Regions from separate parts of the Mus musculus genome. Here regions 2 and 3 are each linked to region 1. A link is a contact called in public HiChIP or PLAC-seq and promoter capture Hi-C data. All regions are on one chromosome and are shown on one strand. The core of a region is the stretch at or near the end of the contact, and the rest is flanking DNA. Distances in the headings are between cores, read along the strand shown. Region 1 holds the start of Aldh4a1 (aldehyde dehydrogenase 4 family, member A1). Region 2 holds the start of Rnf186 (ring finger protein 186). Region 3 holds the start of Htr6 (5-hydroxytryptamine (serotonin) receptor 6).

Region 1 (4,686 bases), core at 1,324-3,823:
TGTGAGGCCACCAAATCCATTAAGAACAGAAGATGAAGCTGAGTTTGATGGTGCACGCCTTTAGTTCCAGCACTCAGGAGGCAGAGGCAGATAGGTCTGTGAGTTCAAGGCCAGCCTGGTCTATGAATGGAGTTCCAGGACAGCCAGGGCTACACAGAGAAACCCTGTCTCAAAACAAAACAAAACAAGGCCTGTGGAGATGGCTCATGTCTTTAATCCCAGAGGCAGGAAGATGAGGTTGGGACAGCCAGAGCTGCATAGAGAAATCCTTTCTCCATAACTAACTAAATAAATAAGTCTTAAAAAGAATGAGGGACTAAATAAATAACCCCAACTGTCCTAGGGGTTGTGCCTCTCAACCACTGAGGAGAAGACATCTATCCAGAGATATTATTCCCATCGTGATTGAAGAAGCCACCAGGACCACGGGCACAGGCTGGAAGCTCTCCTAAGCATTCTGCAGACCTGCCCCAAAGGTGAATGTATTTCGCTGATGTTGTGAAACCTCTCAGGGCGCCCTGCCAGGCCAGCCGCACCGTACAGAAACCAGGCAGCAGGAGGCCAGAGAACTGGTTGCAAAATCCTCTTCCCACCAGTTTAGGGGGCCGCACACTGAAGGGCGGGGATCTGGATCCAGACCAACTGTAACTACAGCTACATCTGCCTCCCCAGAACAAGCTCCTAGGCTCAGCGTGGGGCCCTCACACTAGCTAGCTAGCAAAATGATACTGCTATTCGAAACTACTTCATAACATGGACTGCTTTCCTTAAAAGAAGACAAGATGCATGGGTCCACGCCTCTCTGGCCAGTTAAGTTGAAAACTCCCCCGAGTTCCACTCCCTGATCATGCACTGCCCCCACCCAGTGCATGATCCCCTTGACTGCAGTGCACCTTGTAGCACACTGACACCCGGAGAGGTACAAAGTAAACCTGAGAATCTATAGAAGGCTCTGCCTATCTGAGCCTTCCATCCCGGGGCTGCAGTGGGTGGTCTCGGAGCAGGAAGAAACTGAAGAGGTGCAGGCTCCATTCACCACACGCCCCACCTCCCACCCCACCCCCCAATCCCATGTCCTTTGCCTAATAGCGTCACACAACATGAGGAAGGGTTGAAACTCACCCAGGTCATCCCATGGGAGCAGGGAAAGGGTCACTGATTAACTCAAAGAGGTCACAACTCAGTGGAGGTGGACACGGTGGGTCACAGGCCACAGAGCAGGCAAACAGTAACCAAAGTAGGGGTGTGGGGGTGCTGTGTAAACTGTACAAGGAAGGCAGGCAGAAATGGGGAATAATACCCAAGTTCAAACAGGCCGTGAGCCATACTGGGGCAGGATATTGGAACACATCACTAAGGCAGCCAGGATTCTGGCTGAAAGCAAGCAGCTCTCTGCCCTAGGGCTTACCTGTCTCTTCATTACGTTTGTTTGTTTGTTTGTTTGTTTGTTTGTTTTTGAGACAGGGTTTCTCGTGTATCCCTGACCCTCCTCGAACCTGCTCTTGCAGAACAAGCTGGCCTTGCACTCAGTGACCTGCCTGCCTCTGCCTCCCGGTGATTTATTAAGGAACTTGTCTGAATGGATTTAGGCAAACCTCAAAATGAGCCCCATGCCACGCAGAGCCGCATCACACGTTATAAAAGTCATTATGGCACCCACCGTAAAACAAAAGCCCAATATTGAACAAAAAGGGAGTGGGGTGGAGAGGTCCCTGGGAGTGTCGGAAGGCTCCAGAATGGGAACACAGGGCCGGCCAAGGTCTGGGAGAATCAGCAAATTTGAAATATACAGCGTTAGGAGAAAGAGGGGTGTAGGAAGGGGGCGTGGGCACAAATCCGGACGCCACACCCTCCCTGGGGTTCCTTGGATAGGAAAACTGGCCATCTAGGACATTGGTTTGCAACCTGTAGGTCGCCACCCCGAGCGATCCTTTCACAGGGGTCGCATATCAGCTATTCTGCATATTAGATATTTACATGACGATTTATAACAGTAGCAAAATACGGTTATGAAGTGGCATAATTTTTCGGTTGGGGAGTCACCACACCAAGAGGAAAGGGTCACAGCATTTGTTAAGAACCACTGCTCTAGAGAGACCTGGTAAGGCGCCACAGGTTCTCCATGGGAGAGTGGCTCTGCAGGTCGCGACCCGGCGCGCACTTAGGGGAGCCATAGGGACCCTGGAGATAATGGCTGCAACCTGGAGGACCCACAGAGTGGGATCTGTCCACGGCTCTCAGGACTCAGGCAGCAGAGGGGTTCACTCACCCAGCGCCCCTCCAGGCATGGGACAGCAGGGATCGGCGGAGCGACGGCAGCGGCAGCATCGCGGAGACTCTTAACAGTCTTGCGCAGCTGTGGGAAGCTCAGAGTCAGCCCCACCGGGCTGGACTAGACAAGCCCGGAGCGCACTACCTCTGCGGGAGGCGCAGCATCGCCCGGTCCACCTCCTTCGGGGCCCCTCCTCGGGTACCCTTCCCCCTCTGTCAATAAACATCAGCTGTATTTAACATCAAAATTGCTACTGTGGACTGCGGGTCAAGAGAATGCAGCAGAAAAGCCCTGAAATGATACTCTCTTCTCCTCGTCTCCTCTCCTTATGGTATGACCCAAGGAGAGAGGGCGTGAGCCTCACTGACCAATCAGAGTCTCGCATGAAAGCCTCCAGGCCAATCAGCAGGACAGGCAAGCTGCAGCCTTCTTAGGCAGGGCTGGAGAGTTGCAGGAGCCAATGACAGATCCTGCACAGAGCGCGTGCTCAGTAGTAGAAGTGGCCGGGGGGGGGGGGGGGGGGGGACCCGGTCGACGCGACAGGTGCTACTTGGGTCCCCAACACTTGGTGGCTGGAAGGCTGGACATCTGCAGGCTACAACTCTGCCCGGGCCCGCCGAGCCACACCAAGGCCAGCTCCCTGCCACCTCCCCGGGGGCTGCCACCGTGCATGGAGCCTGATCTGCCCTCCATCTCCCAGCCTGGCTCAGGGCCAAGCCTGGGCTTGCTTCCTTCCAGATTGGAATCAGAATGAGATAAAACCCTAGCGGGCCTGAACTTAACGTTCTTCGTTTTAATTTTCTTTATTTCTTCCTTTTCTTAAAAGCCTCTAGCCACAAAAACCAGTTGTTCCTGCCTCTGTCCCTCTGTCCCTCTGCCCCGTGGTTAAAATTTTCAGTTTTCTTCATGAGACGTTGTTTGATGAATACTCGAACGTATTAAAACAGCTTCCGAAACCTGCTCTTAGAATGATGCCTTAGGGAACCACTGTATTCCTAAGATACTGGTATGGGTTTTCTTACTTTATTCTCTTTGGGTTTTGTTTTTGTTTAATTTTTTTAATTTTTTTTTTTTGGCTTGGTTTTACTTTTTCAGACAGGGTTTCTCTGTGTAGCCTTGGCTATCCTGGAACTGGCTCTATAGACCAGGCCCTGAATTTACAGAGATCCACCCGCAGGTCTGCCTCCAGAGTGCTGGGATTAAAGGCCTGCACCACCACAGTCCTGCTTCAACGTGTTTCTCTGTCTTTGACAATGTAACCAGGGCATTTACTTTGGGGTCCCTCTGGTTCTAATTTGATACCACACTGGGCAGATTCGCCTCAAAACACCATGACCAAAAAGCAAGTGGGGAGTTAAAGGTTTACGTGTGCAAATTTTCAGCTCATCACTGAGGCAGGAACCTGGAGGCAGGAGCTGATGCAGAAGCCGTGGAGGGACGCTGCTTACTGGCTTGCTCAGCCTTACAGGTGGACCGCCAGTCCAGGGGTTGGACTACCTAGAATAGGCTGGGCCCTCCCACATCAATCACAAATTAAGAATTTTTTTTGCCCAAGTAGCTGTGCAGTGGTAGTGCATACCTTTACATCTAGCACTTAGGAGGTAGATGCAGACAGATCTCTGAGTTTGAGGCTAGCCTGGTCTACAGAGTGAGTTCCAGTCTATACAGAGAAACCTTGTCTCAAATAACTAAAATGATAATAATACTAATACTAACAATAATGTAATAATTAATTAACTAATTAATAAAACAGAAAAAGAAAGAAAAGGAAATGCCCTACAGGCTTGCCCACAGGCTGATCTTTTGGAGACATTTTCTTTTTTTTTCCTTTTTCTTTTTTTTAGAAAAGATTTACTTATTTATTATATGTAAGTATAATACTTGTTTCTCTTCAGATACACCAGAAGAGGGCATCAGAAACCATTATAGATGGTTGTGAGCCACCATGTGGTTGCTGAGATTTGAACTCAGGACCTCTGGAAGAGCAGACCGTGCTCTTAACTGCTGAGCCATCTCTCCAGCCTTGGAGGCATATTCTTAAAATTTTTTGTCCCCTTCTTTCAGATGCCACCAGCTTCTGTCAAGCTGACATAAAAACTATCCCATGCAGGCTCTGTGGACCTCGGTTTCCTCTTCTGTTAAATAGGATGATGTTATGCACCTTGAACACCCGTCACCCTGGTCTTCCCCCTTTCCTGCCAACTACTCCATTTAAGGCACTCTAGGAGATGGGACTAGGAAAGAGCTACATCATGTGACCAAGCAGCAGTTTCTCTCCATCCTTGGAAATGGCAGCTCACAGTGGAGGGAGGCCACCTTTGAATGTGGCCCTTTGTTAAAAGCAACTGTAACAGTGGACAATATCAAATCCAGAGTCCAGCAGGTGCTTCTTGTAGACATTCTGGGGAGGTCTG
Region 2 (4,686 bases), core at 1,471-3,970, 660 kb after region 1:
CCGTCTGTTCACCCTCTGGGAAAGGGTGTTCTTCAGGACTATGCTGGCTGCCTGTGAGAACCGGAGCTCATGCACACCCTCAACACTCTCGCTGCACTGGGAATTGTCTGGCCTTATAAGAAAAATAAGAAGTCACTGCCTTTTTCAAGGCAGTATACTGCACTCATGTTCTTGCTCGCTTTGGTATTTATTTTGTGAATTGCATTGGGGATGACTGGACCTAGGGCTTCACACATTCCAGGCAAACATTTTACCGCTGAACTCTACCCTCAGCCTGACACACAGTCAGACAGAAGGAGCCCTTGATGTGACCTCCTCACAGGCGTTCAGAAGCATATGGCCCCTCCATCGATCGGCTTGTGGCTCAACCAGGCCCTGAGCAGTTGGGACATCCAGGGAATCTTAGGACTAACGGAGTCAGACTTAACTCAGTCTGAGAAAAGGGAAGCAGAGAGCCAAAGACCTTGCTCAACAGCATGTGACCACTGACCAGGGCCAGGCACCCAAGGATCCAGTGGCAGAGTCCTCTCATCTCTCCTGACAAAGGTCCTGTCACCATGAACTGTGCCCTCCTGTTAGTCTCCTACTGCAGGAAATGGGGTGAATGGGAAAGGACAGTGCACAAGGCCTGGGGAGTCCCTCCAGAGTTTTAAGTCTGATCACAGGGACTCTCCGAGACAAACTTCCAGCTCCCACACTGGGCTTCTTGCTCTCCCACTTCCTCTTTGCTTGAACCCACCAGGGCTCATTTCTGAGGGTGGATTCCCACCCCCCCCCCCCCGCGCTGCATGAAAAAAGAAGCCCAAATAGTCCTGAAGAGATGACCCAAGGACCTTTCTAGCGACTGCCGCTCTGAGGCTGAGGTGGGGTGACACCGCCGAGGACCGTTGCATTTACGAGATGTTTTATCTTTATGACAAAGGAGCAAATAGGGCCGTAGATGTGATAAGAAGAGAGGCGCCATCTGGAAAGCTTTCGTTCTGTCATGTGAGTCTGGGAGTCTGATGGAGAGCTGAGTCTCTCTCTCTCTCTCTCTCTCTCTGTCTCTCTCTCTGTCTCTGTGTGTGTGTGTGTGTGTGTGTGTGTGTCCATGTCCCCTGAGATTCTCTGAGTCAAGCCCTCATGGTACGCAACTGGTGATCTCAGCGTAGATCCTAAGGACAATTCCTGGACCCACCCTCTCCACACCTCCCCATCTCTGTCTGCTGATCCTCGGATACCCTCTCCCCACTTTACAATTCCAATTCCATGTGTACTCCACCCTGGGGTGGACCCTGTGGGAAACCGTAAGGAGACTTTTGGCATGGAAGGTTTGGGATCAGTGTAGCAAGCAACCCTGGGGAAAACCTGGCAGTATCCCCTTGGGCTCTGGCACCCCAGGAGGGAAAGTGGGCAATGGCTAGAGATGGTCACAAACTTCCCAGGACACAAAACATCAAAGCCCAAATTTAAAAAAAATGAAGCCAGCTACATGGATTACAAAAGAGACCTGGTTCTATTTGCTTTGTAGTAAGGCCAATGTCCCAATATGTGTACAAAGGGATATATACAAAACTTAGGAGCTCTGGAATAGGGGTAGGGACCCCACCACCCTTGAGTCACTCATTCAGGGGGTGTCTCCTCTCTTTCCCCCTTTCCTTCCTATGCTACACAGGAACAGGCAGGTGCGATCCCACTGTTCCAGCACAGAATCCTTGATCCAACATGGCCAGTCTGGCTTTGACACGCAAGTCCAGTTCGAATGTGATTTTGAAAGGCGGCCCCTAGCCCCTTACCCATGCAGACTGTGAGGTCTGGGGGAGGAGGGAACCTTGGCAGCACTGGGCCTGTAGGGATCCAGAGTTCTCAGGCAATAGAAGTGATCTGGGTTTGCTTTTGCTCTCTGCAGAACAGAGTCCTGGGGCAAAGCCAGTTGCTGTTCTGGCTCTGGGGGTGACAGCAGAATAGGGTGGACATCAGGAGAGCCAGAGCAATGACAAAGGCCAACACCCACCGGATGACACCCGGGTAGATGAAAGGCAGGATAAGGACAATGACAAGAGCCAACAAGAGCAAGTGTACAGCCAGGCGCCGGGCAGCTACACGGTTGACACTTACAGTGTCCTGTTCTTCTTCTCCTGTCCAGTTGGCTGGCCGAGTTGCTGAAGCGGCAGAACCCACTAGCCTCTGAGGACATAGGCGCACCTCTGGGCATGGCAGGGCCAGACGCCCCACCATCGCCTCCTGGTCTCGCAAGCTGCAGATGAGGCCTCCCGGGACAGCAGTGACCTTTCGGCACAGCGGACAGGGGATGGACCAGGTGTCTTCCTGCACATATAGCAGAAGCTTCAGGCATACGGCACAGAAGGTGTGCTGACAGCTAAGCAGCTTGGGGGACCGAGCACAGTTGTAGGGCTCTCGGCACACCAAGCATTCCAGGTCACCCTCCACAGAGATGCTGAGCCGCCCGGTGGGCCCCAAGGCAATGATGGTGCTGGTGGTGGTGGTACCCGCTGGGATAGGCTGTGGGGCCTCAGTGCAGGACATTCTGGGTACAGAGGTGGAGGGACAAGGCTGATCCGCGCACGGGCATCCGCATGCGACATCCACCGGAGCTGCCAGGACTTGCATGGGTTCCGGTCCTGTGGGGACGCTTCCAGTCTCCCTTCTGCTCTCTGCGGGTACCTGCTGACAACCGATGTCTGGCATCTTGCTCCCTTGGTTGCCCTGCTTGTTTCTCCGCTTATGTTGGTCCTTCAGTTATTATTATTTCTTTACTCGAAACCCAGGGTTAATCAGTAACTTGGAGACCTGGAGACTTTGAATTACCTGATAGAAGGGCCAAAGTGGGTGGAGTCTCATGAATCAGGACTTTCCTGTTGGGGCCATGCCTGGTGAGTGTCTACATGACAACCGACAGGGACGCTGTCTCTACTACTACGCTCTGGAGCGCACCAGTGACACCCCATCCCCACCTCCACCTCCACCCCTGGCCAATCAAAGCCCTGGTGTAGGGAAATGAGCAGAAACCCCACAACCCTTTAGAAATTACATTTATTCTCTGTGTGTGCCGGTGTAGGCATGTGACACATGTCTTCATGGTCCACATGTGGCGGTCAAGGGACTTGAAAGAGTCAGTTCTCTTGTGTAACGAGGGGGGTTCTGCGGGGTAGAACTTAGGGTGTCACAATTGCTGGCATACTTGCTGAGACATCTCATCAGCCTTTAAAAATGCAGAGTACCAGGCTCCGAGGCACAGAGGGGTAGATGTGTCAGGCCCGGATGGGGTGTAAACAACTGTAAAGCTCTCCAACATCTCTGTGGTCCTGATGAGGGTGACTGGGAAGCATCCCTCTGAGAAAGGCCTCCAGACCTTCTAGATTTCAGACTCAATGCAGAAGAGAGTGTTTGTGCCTTGAAAACATGGGCAAATGGGTGGCATTAGGAAAAAAGAGAAAGAGAGATTGGGCGAAGTGTTGGGGACAGGAAAGTCTGAACAGAAAACCGAAACTAACAAGCACACATTGGCCCATTCAGTTTCTTGTCATCCTCACAGCTGCATTAGCAGCTTCCGGTTCCCAGGTATTTATCTCTCCTGTCAGTGCACCGCGGGAACAGACCCCTGGCTCTAGGCACCCAGGCATAAGCATAAACTGCTGTTATTTGGGTCTTCTAAGAGCCAGCTCTCCCGGCCTGGGTCCTCACCTGTGGTCTCCTAGAATGCCAGCTCTGTAAGAAAGGTCTGGGCACAGGGGCAGGGTGTTGGCTTGTTGGCTGCCTGCCAAGGGGCCTACCACAGGGGCAGGATCTTGCCATGTCCAAGGTCTGGTTCCCAGTCTCGTGGAACTCAGCCATGTCAATCCATGAAGATTCTATTGGCCTCTGGGTGGCTGGCTTAAGCTGGTAGGACTCCATGTGGCATGGTAGAGGGGACGAAGTGTGGCAGTCATGAAATTCTGTCCCCCTCACCATGCCTGGAATGAGAGAGCTGGGATGGGGGCTAGAGAGATGGCTCAGCAGTTAAGAGGACTGACTGCTCTTCCAGAGGTTCTGAGTTCAATTCCCAGCAACCACATGGTAGCTCACAACCATCTGTAATGGGGTCTGTGATAATGGTGTTCCCTTATTTCCCTTATAATATATATATATATATAGAGAGAGAGAGAGAGAGAGCAAGCTGGGATAGATGTCCCTTCCCTCACAACAAACAACAACAACAACAAAAAACAAGAACAACAACTAGCACCACAGTGAATCCAGAGATGGCTTGTCAGTGGCTACTGGTGTCAAGCTTCTTGGGTTAAACCCTTCCCTCTACCCCGAGGGGCTGTGCCTGCCACAGGTTCAGTCTATGTGTGTGGAGCCTCCAGCAGGCAGAGGCTGCCTGTTCTTGCTTTGTTCCCCCCTCAGGGTCCCCTCACTCTGGATCCCAGCCCCAGTTTCCATTCTTTCTGCCTTAGGCTGGGTCAGCGGGGATTTCTTTCTACCCCAGTTTCTACCAGGTTCGTAGAAAGGCTCCTGGCCGTAGCCCTGGGTGTCTGTGTACAGAATGTTTTCAGATGACAGTGGCCTGTCTTCACTTTGAGTGATCACTGCTGCCCCCAAACCCTCTTATATTGGTCTGAGGGAGATGCGGTGGTGGGCAGGTTCCTAGAGAGGTAGGGGAATGGGGACAGGATGGGGGACACGTCATGGGATTCAGGGTGG
Region 3 (4,686 bases), core at 1,020-3,519, 550 kb after region 1:
GGCACATATTGTATCATAAACACAGACACACAGGCATACACTGCACCACACACACACATAATACATACACACACAACACACACACAGGCACACATACACACACAGAGGCACACACTGCACCACACACACACATACAGAGGCACACACTGCACCATACACACACAGACACACAGGCATACACTGCACCATACACACACAATACACACACACACACACACACACAGAGGCACACACTTCACTATACACATACACCATACACACACACACACACACACACACACACACACACACACACACACAGGCACACACACAATTCCAAAACAAAAGAAACCCTTTGCTACAGGATTGCAGAGATGGCTCAGTGGTTAGGAACACTGGCTGCTTTTCCAGAGAAGCTGTGTTCAATTCCCAGCACCCACATGGCAGCTCACAACCATTTGTAGCTCCAGTCCCAGGGGATCCGATGCTCTCTTCTGGCCTCCACAGGCACCAGACATACATGTAGGCAAACAATCGTAGGCAGGAGAAAAAATAAAAGAAGAAGAAGAAGAAGGAGACGGAGAAGAAGAAGAAGAAGAAGAAGAAGAAGAAGAAGAAGAAGAAGAAGAAGAAGAAGAAGAAGAAGAAGAAGAAGAAGAAGAAGAAGAAGAGGACGAGGAGGAGGAAGAGGAGGAGGAGGAGGAGGAGGAGGAGAAACCTTTGCCAGCATTATAGATCAAGTAACAGATTATGACGATAAGCCCTGATTCCCATGCTGCAAACATATCTCCTGCTGCTGTGTTAGGCACACCAGGGCTATGAGAGGCACCTCAGGATGAAACGCCAGTGAGAGACACAGAAGCCAACAGCTAGCACCGACATAGGACTGTCAAGCTGTTGGAGCACACAGTGTCATCTAATCTCCCCTGACACCCCGTGAGTCAGACACGGAATTCTGCTAACTGTGGCTGGAGAGAAAAGAAGGCCAAGGGATCAGCCGCCACCGGCCCTGAATGCGCAGAACCTACTGAGCATCAGAGCTGGGATCGCAAGTGGGTCTCTGACGCTCCATCCAGGGGTGACCTTCTGTTTCCTCAGGCCTCACAGTGTGGAGTGAAAGACAGGGTCCGTCTTTTGGGTGCTGCGGCTGACTTCACCCACCTTTGGGTGTGAGTGGATACCGTTGATCTGCGGATTTGGACACCGGGCATCTTAAGCACCTTCTGCCTTGAGCACCTGGCGGAACTCGGTTCCACCAGATCCTTGGTTGCCTGGTGCTGGAGACCTCGGTAGAGGCTCTTGACCTCTCTGAGCCTCAGCGTAACACCTTCTTCCTGGTATTTATATTTCTGGCATGTATATTCTGGCTTTATAGTTGGGGGTAGGAATCTGGGTAGAGATATTCCAGGACAAACCAAGGCCATGAACGCAGTGGGCTCTTCTAAGTGGGAGGTATTTCCATTTCAAAAAAGATACGTGTCAGGTTCTCTTCACACTGCTGTACATTTTCTCTCCTCCTCCTCCTTTCCCTCCTCCCCTCCCTCTTCTTCCTCCCCCCTTTCCTATAGAAATGACCACTTTACGTTTCCTTTGCCCATTTCTTGTCCATTTCCTTCCACTAGAATGGAAGTTCACAGATGGGAAGCGTCATCTAATGTCGTGGTGTCCAGATAGATGGTCCAGAGCAGTACCTGGTACCTACAAGGTGTGAAGAAAACTTGGTCATCACTAGGAGGCGCTAGGCCCTACCCCTGTTTGCAGTGACTACCCTTCCAATGGCTTGGAGATTCCCAAATCCCTCACACTGAGACTTGGAGCGCCAACAGGTCAGGGAGGGGGACCTTCACCAAAATCACTCAGTGTTGTTAGAGAACTGGCAGGGTTGATCCAAAGGTGAAGTGTGGTAGAAATTATTTACCCATTGTATAGATCCAGCAGCTGAGGCTCAGAGGGATCTCAAAGGACTTGCTCGGTATTTCCCAGCTGACTTCTCTTGAAAGCTCGGTGATTCTTACAGTGAGTGGCTCGACCCCCATTGGGGAGCAGTCTCCGGGTACATACAGGTCACGTCCCCCTTCCTTGACTTCTGCCTGCGCCATCACCACATGTGGGCAGGGGAGCCACAGGCGAAGGTGTGGGGGCTGCGGGCGCCCGGGAGCGCTTGGAGCATCCTTCTCCAGGCCTAGGGTACCACAACCCCGCTCGCCAGCTAAGAGGGGCTCGACTCTGCCCGCCCACCGCGGGGCGGGGCGGGGCGCACGCTCGGAGCCTCCGGGACCGCGCGTGGCTGAAGCGTCGCGGGCTCCTGCGCACCATCTCCCCGGCTCGGGAGCCCTATGCCCGCCGCGCCACCAGCCGCTGCCTGTAGTCTCCAGCCCCGCGGCGCTTGCCGCAGTCGCCGGCAGCGGATCACCCGCGAGCGCCCAGGTAGGGAGCGCGGGCGGGAGGCGGCCAGGCGAGCCGGCGCGGCCGGGAGGGCGGAGCGCCGCGCCGCGCTGCGCTCCTCTGCCAGCCCTCTCTCCCCCACCAGGTCTGGCCCGGCCCGGTCCGCGGCCTCCGGTACCCGGGATCCTTCAGTGCCTAGGGGAGAAAGGAGACCTGCTTTCCGCCGCCGAGCTGCGCTCCTGTTCTTGGGCCACCCCATTGCGACCCCCACGCGCGACAGCTCGTGATCAAGCGTACTCACACGCCCACCCTCCTCAGAGAGACTGCCCCGACCGGAAGGCGGGAGTTCGCCTCCTGCTCCCACCTCCCCAGCCGTGCCTCTGGCCAGGAGCCCCACCCCCATCCTTAGGCATCCCCGGTGGCTCTATTCCATTCCAGGGCTCTCATCCAGCCCCAGCCCAACTTTCATGGACTCGGCGCATCGGTACCCCTCCCCAAACTTCTTACCCGAGTACTCCAGGTGGCCCCGCCATAGGAGGCGCCCCTACAATCTCTCCCCGACCTCTTGTAATGGTTGCTCGGTGACCTAAGAACCCTGTTTTGCCACCTACTCCTCTGAGGTGCAGTTTTTACCCATCTTGCTTTCTCTTCCTTTGGCTTCACCCTGTATCCGCATTCACCATATCCTGTCCTGGTCCTCAACCCTAGTCCCCATGGTTCCAGAGCCCGGCCCTGTCAACAGTAGCACCCCAGCCTGGGGCCCCGGGCCACCGCCAGCCCCAGGGGGCAGCGGCTGGGTGGCCGCTGCGCTGTGCGTGGTCATCGTGCTGACGGCAGCCGCCAATTCGCTGCTGATCGCGCTCATCTGCACGCAGCCCGCGCTGCGCAACACGTCTAACTTCTTCCTGGTGTCGCTCTTCACGTCGGACCTGATGGTGGGATTGGTGGTGATGCCCCCAGCCATGCTGAACGCGCTGTATGGGCGCTGGGTGCTAGCTCGCGGCCTCTGTCTGCTTTGGACCGCCTTCGACGTGATGTGCTGCAGCGCCTCCATTCTCAACCTCTGCCTCATCAGCCTGGACCGCTACCTGCTCATCCTCTCGCCGCTGCGCTACAAGCTGCGCATGACAGCCCCGCGTGCCCTGGCGCTCATCCTGGGTGCCTGGAGCCTCGCCGCGCTGGCCTCCTTCCTGCCCCTCTTGCTGGGCTGGCATGAACTGGGCAAAGCTCGAACATCTGCCCCGGGCCAGTGCCGCCTATTGGCCAGCCTGCCTTATGTCCTCGTGGCGTCCGGCGTCACCTTTTTCCTGCCTTCGGGTGCCATCTGCTTCACCTACTGCAGGATCTTGCTGGCTGCCCGCAAGCAGGCGGTGCAAGTGGCCTCGCTCACCACGGGCACGGCTACGGCTGGCCAGGCCTTGGAAACCTTGCAGGTACCCGGGGTGGGTTTGGGAGACCTGGCTTTCGGGATGGGGAGAAATAAACCGCCCTTGGGAAACCACTGGGTGACTGCCTCATAGTTAACAGTCGTTGCTAATCCCCCAAGGCCGGTGGCTATGGCTTTCGGATGAATTTCAAGCTCTGACTGTGGTGGGATATGCGGGCTGTGGTGAGCTGGGTATGGAGGAGGAAGCTGGCATGCTTCTCTGTGACGGGCCCCATCCTGTATCACATCTGGGGAACTTAGAAAGCACCCTCTTCCCCTCGTATTCACACACCTTTTTCTGGGCCTGTTGGTCCTGTCTTCGAAATAAGCATGCCTTTGCTGTCCATCCCTAGTCTAAGCCACTGTCACCTCTCACCAGGGAGCTCACTTTCCCAGAGCCAAAGTGACTGAAAAGAAGTTGGCCATTTGCTTTCTTGCTACAAACCCCACCTAGCTCTCCACAAGGCAAAATCCCACCTCAATTATGGCCCTTGAGGATCCTTCCAGGCCAAACTCTTACCCTCCCTTTCCCTCTCTCCTCTTCTTCTCTGCCTACACCAGCCTCAGGGCCCCGAGGACAGTCTTCAAAGTTGTCATGTTTCACTCTGTGCCAAGATTTCGGGCCTTACTTTGAAAGAAGGCCTCATGTAGCTTCAGTGGACTCCAAGCTCCCTATGTAGCTGAAGGTGATCTTGAACTTGTGATCTCCCTGAATCTGTCTCCCAAGTTGTTGGTACTATACATGTGCCCTGCCATGCCTGGCTTAAGGTCTTTGTGTTTGCTGTTCCCTCTGCCTCAACGCCTCTGTCTGGAGCTGCTCTTGCTGACCCTGACTTCTGGGTCTGAAGGCCCACGGCCTCCCTGATGCTGTTGCCATCGCAACCCCTGTTTATGTG

What was found. Promoter capture Hi-C pulls out the DNA fragments that hold promoters and counts their contacts. HiChIP or PLAC-seq counts read pairs in DNA pulled down with a chosen protein or histone mark.
Region 2: a promoter capture Hi-C map of stem cell-derived epiblast-like cells shows a contact between it and region 1, with 5 times the contacts expected there. The contact joins the promoter of Rnf186 here to the promoter of Aldh4a1 in region 1. A contact is called at or near these places in 3 of 39 promoter capture datasets (liver, pre-B cells and stem cell-derived epiblast-like cells), 1 of 484 Hi-C or Micro-C datasets (liver) and 3 of 115 datasets of contacts at active chromatin or transcription factors (bone marrow-derived macrophages, memory CD8 T cells and thymic regulatory T cells).
Region 3: a contact with region 1 is called in an H3K27ac HiChIP or PLAC-seq map of embryonic stem cells, with 2.6 times the contacts expected there. The contact joins the promoter of Htr6 here to the promoter of Aldh4a1 in region 1. A contact is called at or near these places in 1 of 15 datasets of contacts at CTCF or cohesin (embryonic stem cells), 8 of 484 Hi-C or Micro-C datasets (the Ba/F3 cell line, the G1E-ER4 cell line, the P5424 cell line and 2 more), 9 of 115 datasets of contacts at active chromatin or transcription factors (embryonic stem cells, large pre-B cells and stem cell-derived neural progenitor cells) and 2 of 9 other capture datasets (adipose tissue and embryonic stem cells).

What each region holds. Positions count from the first base shown.
Region 1 is chr4:139,620,781-139,625,466 of GRCm38.p6, reverse strand. Aldh4a1 (aldehyde dehydrogenase 4 family, member A1) reads right to left here and starts at 2,573. Exons shown (of 15, transcript NM_175438.4): 1 at 2,270-2,573. The coding sequence starts at 2,328.
Region 2 is chr4:138,965,153-138,969,838 of GRCm38.p6, reverse strand. It overlaps Rnf186 (ring finger protein 186), which reads right to left and starts at 2,720. Exons shown (of 1, transcript NM_025786.4): 1 at 1,474-2,720. The coding sequence starts at 2,526. The coding sequence ends at 1,846.
Region 3 is chr4:139,073,153-139,077,838 of GRCm38.p6, reverse strand. Htr6 (5-hydroxytryptamine (serotonin) receptor 6) reads left to right here and starts at 2,269. Exons shown (of 4, transcript NM_001377096.1): 1 at 2,269-2,406; 2 at 2,510-3,797. The coding sequence starts at 3,078.